2 separate regions of the Pan troglodytes genome follow, and region 2 is linked to region 1. Evidence: chromatin contacts called from public capture Hi-C data. All regions are on one chromosome and are shown on one strand. Each heading gives the region's core, a stretch centred on a gene start, on an enhancer-like site or on the middle of the called end of the contact. The rest is flanking DNA. Distances are from core to core; before and after follow the strand shown. Region 1 overlaps DLGAP1 (DLG associated protein 1). Region 2 overlaps DLGAP1 (DLG associated protein 1).

The links. Capture Hi-C pulls out chosen DNA fragments and counts their contacts.
Region 2: a contact with region 1 is called in a capture Hi-C map of stem cell-derived neural stem cells, with 6 times the contacts expected there. The contact joins two enhancer-like sites. A contact is called at or near these places in 3 of 7 Hi-C or Micro-C datasets (induced pluripotent stem cells and stem cell-derived neural progenitor cells) and 1 of 1 other capture datasets (stem cell-derived neural stem cells).

The regions. Positions count from the first base shown.
Region 1 is chr17:27,216,726-27,224,455 of NHGRI_mPanTro3-v2.0_pri, reverse strand. All of the region lies in intron 8 of DLGAP1 (DLG associated protein 1), which reads right to left. Among named protein-coding and RNA genes, the nearest start is that of TGIF1, 220 kb to the left of the region's middle. Within about 2 kb of position 2,210, at least 12 of the 24 cell types and tissues checked have an H3K27ac peak or open chromatin away from gene starts, as enhancers often do. A contact at or near this core is called in stem cell-derived neural stem cells, where this site is marked.
Region 2 is chr17:27,287,206-27,294,817 of NHGRI_mPanTro3-v2.0_pri, reverse strand. All of the region lies in intron 8 of DLGAP1 (DLG associated protein 1), which reads right to left. LOC100615703 (a long non-coding RNA gene) reads left to right here. Exons shown (of 4, transcript XR_008540675.2): 1 at 1-43; 2 at 2,147-7,612. Among named protein-coding and RNA genes, the nearest start is that of TGIF1, 150 kb to the left of the region's middle. Within about 2 kb of position 3,202, at least 6 of the 24 cell types and tissues checked have an H3K27ac peak or open chromatin away from gene starts, as enhancers often do. A contact at or near this core is called in stem cell-derived neural stem cells, where this site is marked.

The DNA of each region.
Region 1 (7,730 bases), core at 961-3,460:
TTATTTCGAGTGTGTGTGAAGGTGTTTCTGGATGAGATTAACATTTGGATCAGTTCATTGAGTACAGCAGACTTCCCTTCCTAAAGTGGGTGGGTCTTGTCCAATGAGTTGAAGTCCTGAATAGAACAAAAAGACAAAGTAAGAGAGAATTCTCTGTCTCTGCTGGGACATCAGTCTTCTCTTCCCTTTGGACTTCGACTTGAACTGGAACGTACACAATTGTTCTCCATGTTCTCAGGTCTTTGGACCCAGATTGGAACTATACCATTGGCTCTCCTGGGTTTCAAGCTTGCTTGCTGACTGCAGATCTTGGGACTTCTCAGCCTCCATAATTATGGGTCAGTACACACACACACACACACACACACACACACACACACACACACACGGATATACTACTTCTCTGGAGAACTCTGACCAATACACCAACTTCTAGCTGAATGTGGAACAGAAGAATTGCCCAGCTGAACCCTGCCTAAATTCCTGATTCAAAATCATAAGGTATAATACAATGATTGTTTTTCAGCTGCTCCACATTGGGGTAATAAGGTATGTAGCAACAGATGACAGACATAGTCAGCTGTGCATACATTTTCTGACTACACATGTGCCCTGTCCCTTAGCTCTTGGTACTCCAGCCACATCACCCTTTCAGTTCTACTAATATTGAATGCAGAATTAGCACGTGCCGTCCCTCACCCTTCTTGATCCTTTGACTCTTAGCTAGTGAGGATTTTCTCAGGGAAGTTCTCCCTGAGCCTCTAGATTAATCCCTTTGTTACAGTAGATTCTCCCACAAGAACAGTCTCTTTCTTTCAGCGCAGTTATCTCTGTGATTATTTGATTGACGCTAGTCTCTACCCCTAGATGGTAAACTCCATGAGAACAAAGGGTAAGACTGCTTTTGATCACCAGTGAATTCCCCGAGTTCAGCACCATGTCTGGACATAGTAAGTGCAGAATAAATATTTGTTAAGAAGGTGAATGAAATATTTGAAGCAGCTGATAAAGACTCCCTTCTCACCATAGCTTTTAATAACCATGTCAATATTCTTTTCTTTGCACCTTGTGAAAATCTGGGTTCTCAGCCATTGTAACTGGGAAAGACAGTGTGACTTAATATGAGGCCACTGGTCCTACTTTGCTATTGTCTGTGAAGGCAGCTAAGCACAACTGAAGTTGCTGGAGTTCCTTTTTGTAACTGCTGGGGAAGAGGAAGCACAAGAGAGCCTCTGGGTGTGTGGGCGCAGGAATGCATAGAGAAAAAAGTAATTAGTGCCTGTTCACATTTATGTCTTTAGTTGGAAATTAGGGAGCTCTCCTAAAAGTCTAAAGAAAATCGTGGATGCTCAAACTGTTTAAAATGTTTCTAAATTTAAGTTTAGAAACAATTTGTTACTAGATCAGGAGCTCTTCCCCCTCCCCCCAACCCCTTCCTCTAAAAATGGAAGAAATAATTGCTGCTTCCTTAGTGCTGTTAGGTAAATTCTGTACCTTCCATAACCATTGCTCTCAGTATTATTTTCTTAATACCTAATCTGAATTCCTGTTTTAAAATGCATTCCCCTACTTAGCTCTACGGATATGGAAAATACATGCTCCGCTGGAAATAGTCTTTCTTAAAATATATCTGCTCTGCTTAAAGATTAGTTATCATTTTTGCCACATATAAAATAAGCCCAGGTCTCTACAAGTGCCCTTGTAATTTCCATTTCATAAATTTAAAAAATATTTTGTTTTACCTCGTTATATTTCTAATAGTGACCTCCAAATGGGTCTGTGTACAATATTTCATTAAATGGGTTTAGTAGGCTTCCAAAGGGAGAAAAGAGGATTTCCATTTCTGCATAATATTCTTGCTCTTTTAAGAAGAAAACACCTCTACAGTGGCAGGGCTAATATGTCGACAGGCATATTCCATATCATTTATGTAAGTTAACACATTCTGAGGCTCTGCCCATTTCCACTTCTCTGATTTGTCCTCCCTCCCTGAGTGCACAATACTGCATTTGTCCCTTTTGAACATGTAACAGATTAAAGAGCTGGGCAGGAGGCAGATGTAGGGGCACCTTTGATCTCTCATCCTTGGAGGTTAAGGGAGGGCAGAAACCTGGCGGCTGCCGAGCTGGAAACAAAACACAGGCCCAGACTGGAATTACCTTAAAGGGAGCCCGGCTCCAACCGCAGAGGCAGCTGGAAGCGCTGAATGGGCACCGGGGGAAGAGAGCCCCGCGGTCAGGCAGAGGACGCAACAGAGTCCTAACAATGTGATCCAGGCTACCCGAGAGTTGGTTAGAATAATCCTTCCTACGCAGAAAGACCCAGGAAACCTTCCAGGAAAGACTAGGCAGCAGCATTGAGAAAAAACGAAAAGTAAATCTTTTGCAAATAATATCACAAAACTTCCAGCTGTGCACAAATACTGAAGGGCAATTTTGATGACAATGCAGGAAGCTTTCAAAGAAAGGATTTTTAAACATATTTTTTCCTTTGCGGAACTCTTTTTAGCAAGGATTTCACCTTTGCCCCAGGATCCTGCCAATGTTCTTAGTCAAAGCCAGACCCGAGTTTCCTAGGATTCTTCGGTGAAACTGCATTGCCCCCTGGCGTTTGCATGCTGTTATTACGCCGCACATATAAAGCCCAGGGAACACCTACCAGTCCGAGGAAGGATGCAGCTCCTGGTTTCATCTACATGGAGAAACCTCTCTTAAAACACAGGATCAGAGAATGCAGTTCTAAATGGCAAATCTAGACTTGGTTTGACAAGACATGGAATGAAACTTTGAAATTAAAACTCCTTCCTTTTCCATCCTTAGCAGAATCTCCTGAGATGTTCAAGTAGCTCTGGAAAGAAACTGATCAGATTCTAATCTGTCAATTTAAAAAGTTTTTTTTTTTTTAATTTTTAAATTTGTTTTAGAGATAGGGTCTTGCTGTGTCATTCAAGCTGCAGTGCAGTGGTGCAATCATAGTTCACTGCAATCTTGAACTCCTAGGCTCAAGGGAGCCTCCTGCCTCAGCCTCCGTAGTAGCTGCAACTGCAGGTGCCCACCACTACACCCTGCTAATTTTCTTATTTTTAAATTTTTTGTTTGTTTGTTTTAGAGATGAGGTCTCACTGTGTTGTCCAGGCTGGTACTCCTGACCTCAAGTGATCCTCCTGCTTTGGCTTCCCAAAGCTCTGGGATTACAGGCCTGAGCCACTGTGCCCGGTTGCTAATCTGTCAATTTTTTTTTTTTTTTTGGAGTCAGGGTCTCACTCTGTTGCCCAGGCTGGAGTGCAGTGGTGCATCTCAGCTCACTGCAACCTCCACCTCCCAGACTCAAGCGATTCTCTTGCCTCAGCCTTCTGAGTAGCTGAGATTACAGACATGCGCCACCACCACCCAGCTAATTTTTGTACTTTTAGTAGAGGCGGGGTTTTACCATGTTGGCCAGGCTGGTCTCAAACTCCTGACCTCGAACGATCCACCTGCCTCGGCCTCACAGTCAACAAATATTGACTGTGCCGCTTACCATCCATGTGAACTTGGAAAACCCTCTTAACCTTTCTTTGTCTCCTCCACTTACAAAATGAGGCTGATAATAGTAGCATATACCATCTAGTACCTAGTAAACACCCTTTAAGTGTTTGTGAATGATGAGAACTATGTGAGTTTTCCACTCCGGTGGACTAGGGAAGATTAAAAAACATTCTGTGATGTTGAAAGGGCTTGGACTTGGTTCCTGGCCAAGTCTATTGAAACCCCAAAACACAAAGAAATGCTCCAGGTACTGCGGTTTCTACCTGGCCTCAGTGCAAACCTAGAATTAAGTACATCTCTGACACTTCCAGGTGGGTGTGACTAGACCTCTGAGAATATGCTGGGGCCTGAGAGGGTCCATTCTTGTCCACACCAGGGCAGAGTTCCACCCCCAAGGCTAGGCCAGAGCCGGAATGACTCCAGGAGTAAGGCCAAGGGTGGTCTTCCTTGGCCCAGGTTCCTCTAGAATATGCCACTGTGGCATAAAAATGATTTTGAGCTGAAGGCATTTGATAATAGGCTTATTTCTAAACTCCCTTATCTGCCACAAAGCAGAACCTCCTCCCAAAACTCAATTGTCATAAATCCCTTCCCACAGATTTTTCTGCAACCAGAGAAAGTTGACTCTAATACCAAAGAGAAGCCCACAGCACACCTAAACAGGCATTGTCACAAAACTATCATCTCCCATCTATCCTCCTAAAGGCCCATGATCTTTCTTAAAAGTAATTTATTTTTCCTTAAGTGCCCTTCTCCTCCTCCCCTTCTCTTGTTAAGATGGCACATAAGCCCCAAATTGTAAGTGCCCCCTTGAGGCATATTTTCCTGAGAACTCCCATACATAATGAACAGAAGCCTGTCTTTTCTTTTGCAACCCCCAAAACACTGAACTTAAGAGGGTAAAGGAACAGTTTTTCCTTCCTTCCTTCCTTCCTTCCTTCCTTCCTTCCTTCCTTCCTTCCTTCCATGTTTTCTAGAGACAGGGTTTCACACTGTTATCCAGGCTGGAGTGCAGTGGTGTGATCATAGCTCACTGCAGCCTCAAAGTCCTGAGCTCAAGTGATCCTCCCCCCACAGCCTCCAAGTAGCTAGGACTACAGGCATATGCCACCACACCCAGCTAATTTTTTTAATTTGCAAATTTTTGTAGAGATGGGGGTCTCACTGTGTTGCCCAGGCTGGGGAAAAGTTTTTCATCTTCCGTACTTTCTTCTGTGCCTTTGGCAAAATACTGGACTCCACTGTGCAAAAAAAATCTCTGCTCAGGCCTTCAAAACGAGCTTCACATCTTGTGCCAAGCTATCCTCAGTCGAAGCAGTGGTGGCAAATAAACCCACCATAAATGAGAAATAGAATGCTTGGCCCAGTGCACTGGCTCACGCATGGAATCCCAGCACTTTGGGAGGCCGAGGCAGGCAGATCACCTGAGGCCAGGAGTTCGAGGCCATCCTGGGCAACATGGTGAAACCCCGTCTCTACTAAAAATACAAAAATTAGCTGGGCGAGGTGGCAGGTGCTACTTGGGAGGTTGAGGTAGGAGATCGTTTGAACCTGGGAGGCGGAGCTTGCAATGAGCCGAGATCGCGCCACTGCACACCAGCCTGGGCGACCGAGTGAGACTCTGTCTCAAAATAAATAAATAAATAATAAAAAAGCAATAGAATGTTCTACATAATATTTTACATGTTAATATTCGTACAGCATCTTTGAACAAAGGCTGACAAATACAAGTGATAAGTTTGTTAAATGAAAATAAATATTGTACAATTTCAGTCTTTAAGAAAGACAACGCAGACTGGTTTTAGGGTTCCAGACCTTCCAGATGTTTTTCTTATTTTGCACTGCATCTTTAAAATCTTGCGTATTATTGATAAGGAGTGCTGGGAAGGGAAGAGCGTGATCCCTTTAACTGATACGGAAGAGGGGAAGGGAAGTGCTGGGTAGAGGAGGGCGTGGTCCCTGGCTAGGGCTCTACCCCCACGGACCTAGGTGAGGACAGGCACTCCTGCCTTCCTGCCCAAATGTTGCATTTTCCAAGACCACCTTGGCCCACCACACCCCCAACCTGGGCCTATAAAAATTCGAGACCCTAGTAAGGAAGAGACACAAGCGGCTGTACGTGTTGAGAAACACATCGGCAGAAGAAGACACAAGTGGTTATGTGTCTGGTCATTAGAGAGCATGTCTGCGGAAGAGCACATCGATAGACTCCCGCACATGGATAGATGCCATCGACCCGCGACAGACCATCGACCCGCGGCCTGCGGAATGAGGGGGAGTTTGTCCGGGGCAGTCAGAGGAGAGCCGGGCAGCGGGTGGCCCAACTCTAGGGGAAGGCCATCTTCCTTCTGGCTTCCTCAACGGCTGAGAACTACTTCTACTCAATAAAACTTTCCACTCATTATCCAAGCCCCCATGTGATCCAATTCTTCCGGTACACCAAGGCAAGAACCCGGATACAGAAAGTCCTCTGTCCTTGTGATGAGGAAGAGGATCTAATTGAACTAACACAAGCTGCCTATAGGGCTAAACTAAAAGAACACCCTGTGACACACGACCATTGGGGCTTCAGCTGTAAACATTCACCCCTAGACACTGCCGTGGGGTGGGAGCCCTACAGCCTGCCTGTTTGTATGCTCCCCTAGAGGTATGAGTAGTGAGGCACTGAAGAAGTGAGCCACATAGGGTGTGCGATGGGAACAAGGGAACCTTTCCCATTTCATTATGACGATAGGAAAAGAGTATATTGTTTTAAAACAAAACAAAACAAACCCCTAAAAATTGTATTGCTGGAGTAAGACGATCAAAGTGAGATCGTTTTAACTACCGTCTTTTGAAGTGTAAGTGTGTGCAAAGCATATTCAGACTTAATACAAAATGGAACAGTGGATGACTAGAGAGATAAATGGTGCCAATAGCTACTAACAATCATGCAAAATTATACATCCTGTGGGAGACTGGAAACATATTCATTTTCAAGAGAAGAGGTTAGAAAATGGAGACCTCTGATGCGATTTCAAAAGACGTGCAATCACCAATGAACACTTTTTGACTTCCTGGGAATTTCTCTGCATTACAAGCAAATCTGGCAACTGGTAACTTCCTGGACAGCTGTTTCTCCCATTTATTCCCCCAATTCTTTTCTGGTAATTGTCAGCTAAATCTTTACATGAGTGTGATCTCTACCCTGCAGAAAGAAATTCATCTTAGAAGTTTTCATTTTCATTTGGCAAAGGATTTGGAAGAATGGTGATTATTCTCTAAGCCTAAAGTGAAAATTCAAGGGTTTGTTTTCTACAGGTGTAATCAAGCATAATATTGTGGTATCTTTATGAGAAATTTCTAATTAATGTCTAGTCCAGTGTGCTTAAATGTAAGTCACAATTCTGATTATACCTGCTTGTATTAACCATATCCTGAAATTAATGTTTGCTGTCATTTAAGCAAAACCTGCTTTCTTTGGTTGGTAAATCATCTAACATTAACTGTCCCATAACTAAGCACACTGAGATCAAGGTCAATCTGTTAGTTTTATTTTAGTTTACCTTATTAAGAATATCAGAAAAGTTTAGCTTGCTTGGCCCTTGATTGAAACTGCTTAATAATCTCCCACTGCTCTTCGCAAAACTGTCAAAATCCTTAATGTGGCTTACAACATTCTGGGCTACCTGAGCCGGTATGACTTCTAGTTTTGTCTTGGATCACTCCCATCCCTTCTTTCTTTTTCCCACCTTCCCTCCCCTCCCCTCCATCTCTGTGTTCCAGTCACTCTAGCCTTCTTTTAGTTACTCAAAATTTTATATTCATTCCTGCTTCTGGCCTTTGCTCTTTGCTGCTTTTTTTTTTCCACCTGGAATTCAAGTCAGACTTCCTTGAGGAAGAAGCAATTTATTTTCTTTGATCACACAGCTCATGGTTGCCTACGATCATAACACCCCTATCTCTCTCTCTCTTTACAGTACTTGTAGCAACTGTGAACATTTTATGTATAAACACTACAAGAGAAAAAGCTCTCAGATTATTTGCCTTTGAAGTCAGAGCAGAGGCTGGGTCAGTGTTATTGCTGTATCCTCAGGAGCAGCCTGGTGCCTGGCACACGTTAGGTGCTCCATAAATGCTTGTTAAATAAGGGAAGGGATTCGTAGTTCCACCTGACTCTTAAATTGGCAATGCATGTTTTCCTGCTTCATGGCTGCACTTGAG
Region 2 (7,612 bases), core at 1,953-4,452, 69 kb before region 1:
GAACATCACATCTGTACATTGCAATCTGTGGATCAGCTACGAGGTAAGTCGCTCTTTGGAAGGGGTGGAGGTCTTTGCTGGACTTGTCTTCCGAAAAGTATGAAGAGTGGAAGTCAAGGCTCAGAATGGCGTCCTTTTTTACCTTATCACCTTAACAAAAACTTCACCTTAGCTGCAGGGTTAAACCTCTGGGTTGGGGCTGGGGATTTTCGTTGTTGTTGTTTTAAAGCAGCAGCCAAGGCCATGTTTTTTAAGGTGGTGAGTTAAACGGAGCAAGAACTGCGGTAGCCTTTTCCACCCAATCTCTTTCTTCACATCCTAGTCACAGCCAAGCGTAGGGTGGATGGCAGTGAGGGTAAACAGCCCAGAAACAGGATTCCTGCAGGGTGGGACTGGCATTTTCCATTTTTATCTGAAGTTGTACTTTGAATGCAGACACCTTTCTCTCAGGCCAGAAGCACTGCTCATTTGTATTGCTGGCTTCCAGTTAGCCTATTTGCAAGGATTACTTAGGATTTCCAGACTGCAGGCCCAGCTACCCAGAGAGTGTGCCTCAAAGCCCCACCTCAAAGCTTTTATCTCTATGTGGCGGGAAACACCCACGAAAATGCCAACGGCAGTATTTGTAACTTGCCTTCTTCCTTTTGGGAACTGCTTTCTGCAGCTCTCTCTGCTTTAGAGGAATAACTACAGCTGGGAGCTGCTCCAGCCACGCAGGAGGAGAGGGCACCCATTGAGAAGAGGGCACCCGTTCTGTCTCCCTCTGGCTATGTTAACTGGAAACTAGGAAAGGGGTTCAGATCAAAGTAACTGCTGTCTTCAGGAAGTTCCATTCATTAACTAAATTAGCGGAAATTAAATGGTGTTTGGAGGAAGGTCATTTCAGAAGGCCCAGGGCCAGAGGCTGAGGTCTAAAACTTCTAATCTGGACTTTTATTGAAGTTTGGCAGTAAGTTAAACAGGAAGTTGAAGGCGACCATATGTAAATCCAGTTGTTGCCTGAAATCAGTCATTTCAAGGGAGTATCTTGAAAGGACACAGACTGGGAAACAGGCATGAGAAAAAAAAAAAAAAGTAAGTAGACGGACATTTGGCTAGTATGTGCCTGGACCGCTTAACACTAAAGATTAGAAACCTAGGGCTCTGAGTAAGAATCATTTGACCAGTAGCTAAAGTGAGTCATGGCCCGCACAGAACTAGGGCACACATGTTGAAGTCAGGATGTTGAGAACATCAGGCTTACTAATTTGCAAGGCAGGAGTGCTGCTTCCAGTAGGGAATGTGATCAGGATTTCACGGCTCATTTTCCCAGCCTTTCCAACAGGTGCAATCAAGTCATCCGTGTACACAAGTGACTGCCCTGGCAGTTACATCTGTTAGGATTAAATTTCCATTTGTTCCATTACTTTATGTGAAGTGATTTCTACTGTTGAGTCAGACAGAACACTTCCTCTTAGACCTAGGGACTTTTTTCAACATTTTTAACAATGTGTGTGTTTTTCAAAATGTGTCCCAACCAGGTCTGCAGGTCTTCCTGGGTTGAATGGACTGTTTACAGAAGGGGAAGATTCAGGCCCAAGGTCAGGGTTACAGAATTATATAAGGTTTCCTGTTTGGGCAGCTGGTCTAGCAACACCTCTGGTTGGGGCAGACTGGGTCTTGTTGAGAGATAGCATGCGCAGGAGGCTAGGGCAGGGAGAGTGCCAGGAGCAGGGAAGAACATTTTTCTTTTCTTTTTTTTTTTTTAAGACCGTGTCTTACTCTGTCACCCAGGCTGGGGTGCAGTGGTGCGATCTCGGCTCACTGCAACCTCCGCCTCCCAGGTTCAAATGATTCTCCTGCCTCAGCCTCTTGTGTAGCTGGGATTACAGCCGCCCGCCACCATGCTCAGCTTATTTTTATATTTTTAATAGAGACGGGGTTTCACCATGTGGGCCAGGCTGATCTTGAACTCCTGACCTTAGATTATCTGTCTGCCTCGGCCTCCCAAAGTGCTGGGATTACAGGCTTGAGCCACCAAGCCCGGCCTGACATTTTTCTTTTAAATCTTTCATCAACCAGCTTTCCTTTCTTGTCAGATGTCACTTTTCAGCAACCTGTTGCTATATTCTCTGTTAGGAGAACTTTTTTTTTTTTTTCTGGCCAGACTGAGAGAAAGGAATTAAAGGATGGAAGAATTACAGGATCAGGCACTGCTGTCTGTCTGATCCACGGATGTAACCACAGCACACGCGTGGCTCACGGTACTAGTGAGATAAATGCTTGTTACACGAAGGCATGAACAGGGATGAGAAGAGACTTCCTGGAGAAACAAAAGGACTAACAATCAGGAAGGGGAGGTGATCGGGGCAGGAGTAAAGTGGACACCTCAGCAAAGCCATTCGCTGTGATCTCTGATTGTGCAGTGTCATGTCCTGTCACCAGAGGCCCCTCGTGTTTGATGTTGGCCAATGCCGCCAACATGATCTAGCAGGCCAAATCCTAATCTACCATTCTCTGACACCAGCTGGTCCCCTGGGTCGTCCACCTGATGTCCCCCATTCTCCCCACTTGGCCTCCCCCACAGGCTCTCGGCAAAGGACCGTGGGAGGCACCTGTGACACTGCCCTTTTCCTGTGCAGCTGTTTTTCTTCTTCATTCTTTTCACTCCTCGTTATTCTTTTTTTTTTCACTCTCAGCCCACACAAAACTAGGAACTTTGTTATTCTACTTATTTTTCTGTACTCTGTCTGTTTGCACACAGATGGATATCTGAGAACCAGCGAACTTTCTTTACCTCCTAGTATCATTTCATGAAAATTAGTAGCACCTGCACAATGGGGCCTTGGAGACAGGAATAAAAGGAAAAATCTGGAATGGAATCACATGACGCAACAGGCTATGAAGACTCCCTGCCCGGCTGCTATATGTCTGGTAAACAGAATAAATAGCACTTGAGCATCCCTGACTCTGAGACTGTGGAGTAGCTGGTTGTTTTTAGATGGGACCAGGGTATCGTGCACTTATTGCCAATTCTTCTTGCTTCAGTAAGTGGGGTGGCTGTGCAGAGTGAGTGGCCTGTGTATGAACCAGGGTCCGTCCCATCTAATGAGAGTCCGGTCAGGCTGAGTCCTCACCAAGACTTCAGCGTGGATTCATCAGTAACCTTGGTTCACCGGCAGGCTCGCTGGACTTTGGAGAAAAGGCTGACCCTCCCCCAAAGCAGCCCATTGCTGCCACTGCCCTAGGAACAGAGGGCCTGGAGCCAGGGCTTGACCTGGTACAGGAGCTTTTGCACAAGGCCGGCTCAAACCTCCAAACCTGGGAAAACAGGATGCATGGTGAAGTGAAGAAGAAAGAAAATGCATCCACTGTTCCTTCCTGTTGGTGTCAGCACGATGAGGAATAATTACCTGGATCTGGAAAGCAGGCGTGTGGGAGGCTGCAGGCCCCCCTGGTCTGTGTAGTTAGGCACTTAATTTTTCACCCTCCTCCTTTTCTCTGCCCTCCCGAAACCCCCGTTTTCAAAGGAAAAACAGAAAAACGTATCTGGGTAACCCGTGTAATACTGTTTACATCAGTCCACTTGGCCCAGAAAGGATACCAGCTCCTTACTGATGCTCAGATAACAGGGTTAGTGCTTAAACAAATTATGCCTTGGGCCGGGTGCAGTGGCTCACGCCTATAATCCCAGCACTTTGGGAGACTGAGGTGGGTGGATCACAAGGTCAAGAGATCAAGACCATCCTGGCCAACCAACATAGTGAACCTGTCTCTACTAAAAATACAAAAATTAGCTGGGCGTAGTGGCGCATGCCTGTAGTCCCAGCTGCTCGGGAGGCTGAGGCAGGAGAGTCGTTTGGGCCTGGCAGGCGGAGGTTGCAGTGAGCTGAGATTGCGCCACACTGCACTCCAGCCCAGGCGGTGGAGTGAGTCTCCATCTCAAAAAAAAAAAAAGAATTCTGTCTCAGTCATTATCCAACTTTGTCACTGATAGAGAAGGACATAGATCCAGAGAAGAACTTGTCCAAGTGACCCCAGGGCTCTTTCCCCCTCCATTACTTTTTTTTTTTTTTTGAGCCGGAGTCTGACTCTGTCACCCAGGCTGGAGTGCAGTGTCACAATCTTGGCTCATTGCATCCTCTGCCTCCTGGGTTCAAGCTATTCTCCTGACTCAGCCTCCCTAGTAGCTGGGATTACAGGTGCGTGCCACCCCGCCCAGCTAATTTTTGTATTTTTAGTAGAGATGAGGTTTTAACTTGTTAGCCAGGCTGGTCTTGAACTCCTGACGTCAAGCGATCTGCCTGCCTTGGCCTCCCAAAGTGCTGGGATTGAGGGCGTGAGGCACCGCGCCCGGTCCCCTCCATTACTCCTTAAGTGTCCCTTAAAGACTGTATTTATTTATTTGAAACAGAGTCTTGCTCTGTCACCCAGGCTGCTGTGCAGTGGCATGATCTTGGCTCACTGCAACCTTCTGCCTCAGCCTGAGTACCTGAGACTACAGGCGGGCGCCACCACACCCGGCTAATGTTTGTCTTTTTGGTAGAGATGGGGGTTTCACCATGTTGGCCAGGCTGGTCTTGAACTCCTGATCTCAAGTGATCTGCCCACTTCAGCCTCCCAAAGTGCTGGGATTACAGGTGTGAGCCACTGCGCCCAGCAAAGACTGTGTTTAAAATACTACTTTTCTGTTAGGTACTTGTCATTTGCCAAAATTAAATAAAAACAATCTAGGAACCTAGGAACCTGTGAAGTCAGTACTAAAATCTATACCAATTTACTCTACAAACCCCCATCCTCCTCCTCGTTGGTTGAGTGTTTAATAAAGCCAGGTGCTTTACCTATAGTCTCATTAAATTAAAAACAATCCTGCATAGGAAGTCAGGATCTCAATTTTGCAGATGAAAAGGAGGCTTATCTGGGCATGCCCAGCAAGGTCTGGGGAACGCCCCTTAATGGAGTACTTGAATTTGTCTGCAGGGAGAGGTGGCATCACCGCACTGTAAATAGTTTCCAAGGTCAAGTTTGGCTGGTGGCTTTTAGAATTGTGGCAGAAGGATGCCATCCTACTCCCACCTTCAGAGGCATCTCAGGTTCTGGAGCTCTGTGCTAACTAAGCCCACCTGTGGAGGGTGGCAATGGAGTGGTGAGAGGCGTGCGAGGTTTCACGTCTTTAAGGGAAAGACAGCTCCAAGGACAGAGAGTTTTTTGTTGTTTGTTTTGTTTTTTGAGACAGTCTCACTCTGTTGTCAGGCTAGAGTGTAGTGGCGCGATCTCGGCTCACTGCAACCTCCACCTCCCGGGTTCAAGCGATTCCCCTGCCTCAGCCTCCCGAGTAGCTGGGACTACAGGAGGCGCCACCACGCCCGGCTAATTTTGGTATTTTTAGTAGAGATGTAGTTTCACCATGTGGGCCAGGATGGTCTCGATCTCTTGACCTTGTGATCCGCCCACCTTGGCCTCCCAAAATGTTGGGATTACAGGCGTGAGCCACCACTCCCAGCCAATTTTTTTTTTTTTTTTTAAAGAGACAGGGTCTCGCTCTGTTGCCCGGTTTGGAGTGCAGTGGTGTGATCATGGCTCACTACATCCTCTAACTCCTGGGCTCAAGCGATCCTCCCACTTTAGCCTCCGGAAGAGCTGGAACCACAAGCGCACACCACCACATCCAGCTAATTTTTAAAAAACTGTTTGTAAAGACAGGGTCTCACTATGTTGCCCAGGGTCAAGGTCAGATTTGTTAATCCTTCTGACATTGTCTCCTGTTGGAGTTCTGGGTGTTCATTAGTTCATCACCATGCATGTGATTCACACACTGTACTCAGAAACACTCTTTTTTTTTGTTTTTGTTTTTTTATGAGATGGAGTTTCTCTCTTGTCGCCCAGGCTGGAGTGCAATGGCATGCACGATCTCGGCTCACTGCAACCTCCACCTCCCCGGTTCAAGCAATTCTCCTGCCTCAGCCTCCCGAGTAGCTAGGATTACAGGTGTGCGCCACCACTCCCAGCTTATTTTTGTATTAGTAGAGACAGGGTTTCACCATGTTGGCCAGGCTGGTCTTGAACCCCGGACCTCAGGTGATCCACCTGCCTCGGCCTCCCAAAGTGCTGGGATTACAGGCATGAGCCACCGTGCCTGACCAGAAACATTCTTTTTATTCGTTTTTATTATAATTGTAGTAAGGGCCCTGGTAGGGGATTTGTACTGTTTCTTTCCACAGTGTGGAATGATGTCTATATACATTACAGAATGGAGATATACATATATATATAGATATATAGATAGATATGTAGATATATAGATATATAGATATATATATTTTTTGAGACAGAGTCTCACCCTGTGGCTCAGGCTAGAGTGCAGTGATGTGATCTCAGCTCACTGCAACCTCCACTTCCCGGGCTAAAGCAATTCTCCCACCTCAGCCACCCAAGTATCTGGGATTACAGGCACCTGCCACCATGCCGGCTATCTTTTGTATTTTTAGTAGAGATGGGGTTTCACCATGTTGATCAGGCTGGTCTCGAACTCCTGACCTCAAGCAATCCACCCGCCTCAGCCTCCCAAAGTGCTGGGTTTACAGGTGTGAGCCACTGCGCCCGGCCCAGAATGGAGTAATCTGATGTGGTCTTACAGATAAACACTTCACATATGCAAGGGTGTGTGTGTGTGTGTGTGTTAACTCATCTTTTCCATTCTCTTCCCAACCCCTCCTTTCCCATCTGCTACCCTCAGGCTACAGTTCGACTTCACAGATAGAAAAATAAAACCTACGGCTGGGCGTGGTGGTTCACGTCTATAATCCCAGCACTTTGGGAGGCCGAGGTGGGCCAATCGTTTGAGGTCGGGAATTTGAGACCAGCCTGACCAACATGGGGAAACCCTGTCTCTGCCAAAAATACAAATAAATTAGCCGGTCGTGGTGGCCTGCCCCAGTAATCCCAGCTACTTGGGAGGCTGAGGCAGGAGAATCGCTTGAACCAAGGAAGCGGAGGTTGCAGCAAGCCCAGATCACGCCACTGCACTCCAGCCTGGGTGACAGAGCGAGACTCCGTCTCAAAAAAAAAAAAAAAAATAGCTGGGCATGGTGGCGAGTACCTGTAATCCCAGCTACTCAGGAGGCTGAGGCAGGCGAATCGCTTGAACCCGGGAAGCGGAGATTGCAGTGAGTGGAGATCAGGCCACTGCACTCCAGCCTGGGCTATAGTGCGAGACTCCTTCTCAAATGAATGAATAAATAAATAAAACACATTATTTACCTTGGCCCACTATAATTTTGCACTACAGGGTGGCAGCTCCGTGCTGTGTACAAGCCGGGTGCCGCGCAGCTTTGATGCTGCCCAGGACACTGGCCTAAAAGTGTGTCTGCAAGTGCTCTCACTCTTCATTCATTCAAGCTCTGCCTAGTACACACTTTTTGGAAACCATTTCCCAAAATGCATGCTTTTATACCACATTTCCCACCCACCAGATAACCGAGACAGTGCACGTAACATAGTTTGAATTAAAGAATAATCTTGTTTTGGCCGGGTGCAGTGGCTGACGCCTGTAATCCCAGCACTTTGGGAGGCCGAGGCGGGCAGATCACGAGGTCAGGAGATCGAGACCATCCTGGCTAAGACAGTGAAATCC